Linked DNA regions of Mus musculus: region 1 is linked to region 2. A link is a contact called in public Hi-C data. All regions are on one chromosome and are shown on one strand. Each heading gives the region's core, a stretch centred on a gene start, on an enhancer-like site or on the middle of the called end of the contact. The rest is flanking DNA. Distances are from core to core; before and after follow the strand shown. Region 1 holds the start of Pclo (piccolo (presynaptic cytomatrix protein)). Region 2 has its middle 120 kb from the start of Pclo.

The links. A called contact is a pair of places that touch in the nucleus more often than the background predicts.
Region 1: a Hi-C map of cortical neurons shows a contact between it and region 2, with 2.9 times the contacts expected there. The contact joins the promoter of Pclo here to the enhancer-like site in region 2. A contact is called at or near these places in 2 of 39 promoter capture datasets (hippocampal neurons and stem cell-derived epiblast-like cells), 7 of 484 Hi-C or Micro-C datasets (the AtT-20 cell line, cerebellar granule neurons, cerebral cortex and 2 more) and 2 of 115 datasets of contacts at active chromatin or transcription factors (astrocytes and neural progenitor cells).

The regions. Positions count from the first base shown.
Region 1 is chr5:14,513,595-14,516,294 of GRCm38.p6, forward strand. It overlaps Pclo (piccolo (presynaptic cytomatrix protein)), which reads left to right and starts at 1,324. Exons shown (of 25, transcript NM_011995.4): 1 at 1,324-1,866. The coding sequence starts at 1,628.
Region 2 is chr5:14,391,156-14,393,855 of GRCm38.p6, forward strand. No RefSeq gene overlaps it. Among named protein-coding and RNA genes, the nearest start is that of Pclo, 120 kb to the right of the region's middle. Within about 2 kb of position 1,291, at least 4 of the 459 cell types and tissues checked have an H3K27ac peak or open chromatin away from gene starts, as enhancers often do. A contact at or near this core is called in cortical neurons, where this site is marked.

The DNA of each region.
Region 1 (2,700 bases), core at 74-2,573, 120 kb after region 2:
GATGCAGGATTTTTGCCTAATTATGTCCTTTTTTGAAGTAAACTCCCCTTTTAAAATATTCACATATTCTATTTGCCTGTAGGACTATCAGAAAGTCTGATTGTTTGGGCTTAATTTGTTTGTGAAAACATTCTCTTTATCTTAATGAATGACTTGAAGCTCTGACTTTGGAAGTCACATCCCTAATATATTATGAAAGAATCAAAAAGTCAATCAGTTTCCAGTGACATAACAAATAATGCAATTTCCTCTGTTGAGTAGCTGTCATTAACTCTAGTAATGTTAGACACAGATTGTTTTGTAACTGTGCCAATTTTCTATTTTAAAAGTAGAAGGTTTGAACCTACTTCATAGATAAGAATTTTGTCAAAACTTGGAAATGTATCTTGTGAGATCATGTTCATATCTGTGTATTAGTTCAGTTTCTTATTCTTAGCTTTTGATCTCTTTAAGCTTAAAAGTTGAGACTTAACACTTTATAAGAAAACATTACATAGCAAATTTTGAGTTTCAGACTCAGCAATAATTGGAATAATTACTCTAGAATAGAAGTAAGAAGTATGGTGGTGGGGTGCTGAAAATATAGACAGCTTTGTTGTTAAGCAGCTGTGTGATTAACGAGATTTATCTACTGAGATTTTTCTCTTTTTACATTTGTTAAATTAGAAATAATAAAATGGATGGACAAGACTTGAAACCATGACTTAGAAGTTTTACATAAAAGCAACAGACTTCAAAATTTGTTGTTCCCTTGGCGAGCAATTTCCCATAATTCTTTCCATTGGTGTAGTTGAGGAAACAGCGCAAGGTGCAAGCATTCAAAAAATTTTCCCAATTTACTAATGTATCACTTTGAAAAAGTCAACCTAATTGTTCTGGTAAAGCTCTCTAAGATAAAGGCCATTTCATCTCATATTGGGAAATTTTCTTTAAAAACTAGACGGATTCTTTCTCCCTCATCTTTAGTTACCAGAATCTTTCTTAGGAAATTTTATAAATCCTTTCACAGTCCCTTGGGAGGATTCGGAGGTGAAGGGGGGCGGGGGGAAGAAAAAGAAACTACAAATCCCAAGAGGCAGAGCTGCAGACATAACCCCTTCCGCTCTTTTCCCCCTAAATTGAGCTCGCGAAAACTCAGGTTGAGGCATCCTGCTATATGCCTGAAGGAAGTGTCCGCAGTTCGCCGGGCCTTTTAGCATGGCATCATCTGGTGCCTTTAAGTCGGTGTCTAGGCGTCTACGCGCGATGCGACGCAGGGCGGGTAGGCGTGGCGGACATCACCTGTTCGGGGCGGCGCACGCGCAGTACCGGCGCGGCGAGGGGGCGGGGCGCGGGGCGGGGCCGTCGGCGCGGGGCTGGCCGAGCTCCGCTGCTTCTGGGCTGCTCCGGCGCTGAGGAGGCAACCGGGAGACAGGGCGTGAGAAGCTTCCCTGGCGCTGTCCAACATGGAGGAGCTGCCCGGCGCCGGCACAGCCTGCGGACTGGTCTGAGCTCGCCCCACTTCCCCAGGCAGCCGGGAGGGCGCGGAGCCCCCAGGGCTGGGCAGCCTGCACGCCCCGGGGCGGACCCCGGCTGGCGGGGCTCGGACGGCCGCGGGCTTCTGCACCGGGACGTGTCCCGCCGAGCCATGGGCAACGAGGCGAGCTTGGAAGGGGAAGGGCTCCCCGAAGGGTTGGCGGCGGCCGCAGGCGGGGCTGGCGGCTCCGGGAGCGCCCTGCACCCGGGGATCCCAGCCGGCATGGAGGCGGACCTGAGCCAGCTGAGCGAGGAGGAGAGGAGACAGATCGCTGCTGTCATGTCAAGGGCGCAGGGGCTGCCCAAGGGAAGCGTCCCCGCGGCCGCTGCGGAGTCGCCCTCCATGCACAGGCACGCACAGCATGATGGAGAGGTCCAAGCATATATATACCGCTTCCCGTGCACGTACGTGTATGTGCCCGCACGGTGGTACATATATGTCGCCTCCCTTCATTTTATTCTCCCTAATGGGGTGGCGATAAGGCGATCATAAGCTTTTGGATGGGCGGAATAAAAACGATGCAGTGTAGAGTTTCTGGTGGGATAGTCATGGGTTGCATTCTTGGAATTGTGATTTTAGGTTGTGATTCCCCTCCCCTTGGCCTTTTGCAACCTTTTCCACTAGGTTGGTGTGGAGAGACGCCCTACGGTGTTTTTACTAATCTGGAAATCTTCCATTAATACAACACAGATGTTTAAAAAATGGATAGAGCTGGGTTGCTTGTTTACCTGTACGCTTAAACCTCTGTAGTGTTCTGAGGTCTTTTTTCTCTGAGAATGATGTGTAAATATTCTTATAACAATACCCTTAGCCCACTGGAGGGGACTGGTCCTTCCTGCCCAACCTGTCCCTAGAGAACATGAGCTGCCTAGGTGAAAAGCATAGACTAAATATACCTTTTATATTCAGTGAAGGCCCTAAGATATTTTGTAACATTAAACAGATGGTTCGGTCACAGCAGAGCAGGTGCTGTACATGTATTTCTGAATTAGCATATGCTAGTTTAAAAACCATTGCTCTTTTATAATGCAAAAAATGACTTTCCGTTTATAGAACATGCGAATTTGTATTACCTTAAGCTTAGGTTTCAGTACTCAGTTAAAAACAAAATAAATAAAGGACAATTATAAAACTAATCTTTAGTATTAACATATTAATTTGCTCTCTAGCTTTTTATTTTCCCT
Region 2 (2,700 bases), core at 41-2,540:
TTGGAACGTAGCAAACTATTTAATATGTTGTTTGCGGCATTGTATGTGACTCTCCACAGAATGGCAGGAGGGTAGAGACATGAAGAGAAGGAGTTGGGTTCTGAGGGCGTTGCTTTAGCCTGTGGTGCCGTTCCTTTCTGTCTGGGAATAATGTGCTTGGGAAGAGTGATCTGTCCAAGATCAGTTAACAAGTTTCATAGGCAAGCTCTGGATCCTGAAATTCCTATGCCCAGTAAAGCCCACAGTCCCAGAACTCAATAGATTGGATGGATTAGTTGATATGGACTCTTGTGATGTGAGTTCTGTGTAAGCAGTTGTAAAGAGTTAAAAAACTATTATAAAATATTGTCATTTACAATATATTTATCAATAAATTACTTTCTTAAACTGTGATATTTTGAATGTAGTCTGCCCTGCAGAGGTGGAGACTTTGTCTTCTTAACTCTAACTAATTCAACTTCAATATTGGATTAGTGGTTGGTTATCTGCAAATATTAGTGAGTCTGTACTCATTAATGTCTTGGGAATGTTCTATGGAATATGGTGACCTTTATATAAATTAAACAAATTAAAAGCTAAACTTCTTGCTTACATATTCTGTATTTCTAGGGATATAGTCCTCCTTCCAAATGTTCCTTTGAACCAAGCAGAAACCTGTGTGGATGAGCACTGCAGCTTAGACTGTACGGCAAGCTACAGCCAGCACACCACAGTGTCATCCATTTCTTTTGTTCTGTATATTTGTCAGAAGCGTTCCCCTACGTTATCTTCCTCTTTCCCTGAGAGTGAGTTGTGGAAGCAGAATGTGCCACAAGCACCACCACTTGCTAAGATTCAAGGACCACTCTATGACTCACCCACTTAACACTAGCAGCTGCCCTGAGGCTTCAGTGGAATAATTTTGACTCAATTGCAGACACCTTTCTTGGGTAAGAGAATTAAAAAAAGAAAGAAGGAAAAGGAGAAAAATCCTTCTGTGTAATGGATTCTGAGAGGAAAAGATTATGTTCTAAGACAGACAATGCTTATGTGAATGAGAAAAACATGGGAGGGATTTTTTCCTCTTTGAAATCATCTTTTCTGTAATTCTATATGATTATTTCTTATCAAAGAAGAAATATAGAAGTACAGGACAAGGTAGGATGGTAAGAAAGGCTATGCATATTGATTAAATATGCTCAGGAAGGCAAAATCCCTAGCTAGCCCAACAAGGCTGTTTATCTGATCGACTGGAAGGAGTGGCTGATTTGTACTGAGAGAACAGCAGCAGCTTCCTAGCAACATAGTCACAGCCTAGCACTTTCCAGCTACTCGGGCATCCAAGCAGAACTGCCATTTCAGAGTCCTCTATCCTCCTTCTGCTATGTATACAAGAAAAGGAGGAATGACAAGATGGCATTGATCTCACAGCCATTCTCTTCAAAAGATGCAGTTGACAAGATAGACGGATGGAAGATGTTTAACAGATCAAACATTCTGTAAAGAATTCAAACATGTAAATGATAGAATATATGGCTCAAGATATAGAATGCTATTGTAAACTTTCTGTACATGTGTGTGCCTATTGTTCCAAGTTATCCATGAACACACAGAAAGGCTGTGCTTTTTTTCACAGGACTCATGGTCACATCAATCCATGTTTCACCTGTGACCTGCAGTACTTTGCATTTACAAAGAGCACCTGAGGCACAGAACTGCAATGCCTACTTCACATGCTGTGTAACAACATACAGCTCAGCAAAGTAGGATTAAGCTGCTTGTTACTTCAAAAGTAAACATAAATGTCCATGAATACCACACTGGTAAGGGGGAAAGAAGTCATTTTCAGTTTATCACTTGAATTGGTGGGGCTTCATTAGCCGTCACAACTAAAAATTAAAATGCATTTTCTCAAAAGTTTATTTCCATGATAGAACAAAGACTGAAGCTTCACTTTGTTTATATTTTTCTATCCAGATTCTAATATTCAACATTGGCCTCAGTACAGTTATGTTTCCTCTCAACTTACCTCAATTATGGAAAAAGGATTGAGGTTATAGTATTCCGTCATTTTCTTTTCTCTTGAGTCCAATATTGTCTTCCTTTTAGCAAGGCTTTAATAGGGATAGTTTTATAAAGAAAAATTTTATTTGCAAATAAATTATTATTATGGAGGCTCAGGAGACATCTCAATTGGTAAAGTCCTTGCTACCAAGAACTAAGTTTAGTGTATTATAGTCATGTAAAATCCAGGCATGGAAGTATATGTCTGTAATCCCAATTATGAAAGATGGACTTAAGTGTTTCTGAGAATCTTGTTAGGCCAGCCTGTTGAGCAGAATTGGGAAACTCCAGGTTCAATGGAAGAAGTCTTTGGGAGTTTGAATGAGAATAACTCTCATAGGCGTATATATATTTGACTGCTTGGTTTCCAGTTGGTGGCAATATTTGGGAAGGATTAGGAGGCATGGCCTTGGAGAAGGTATGACCGTGAACCATGATTTAGGTTTCAAAGCCTATACATACCTCAGTATCTGTCTCTCACTCCCTAATGGTTGTGAAGAAGATGTAAGCCATCAATTTTTCTTCAAAGTACATGCCTACCTTTACCTTTTCCATGCTCCCCACAATGATGTTCATGTACTCGAACTCTCTGAAACTAAGCACCAAAAAGCCCCACCAAAACAAAACAAAACAAAAACAAAAACCAAACAAACAAAG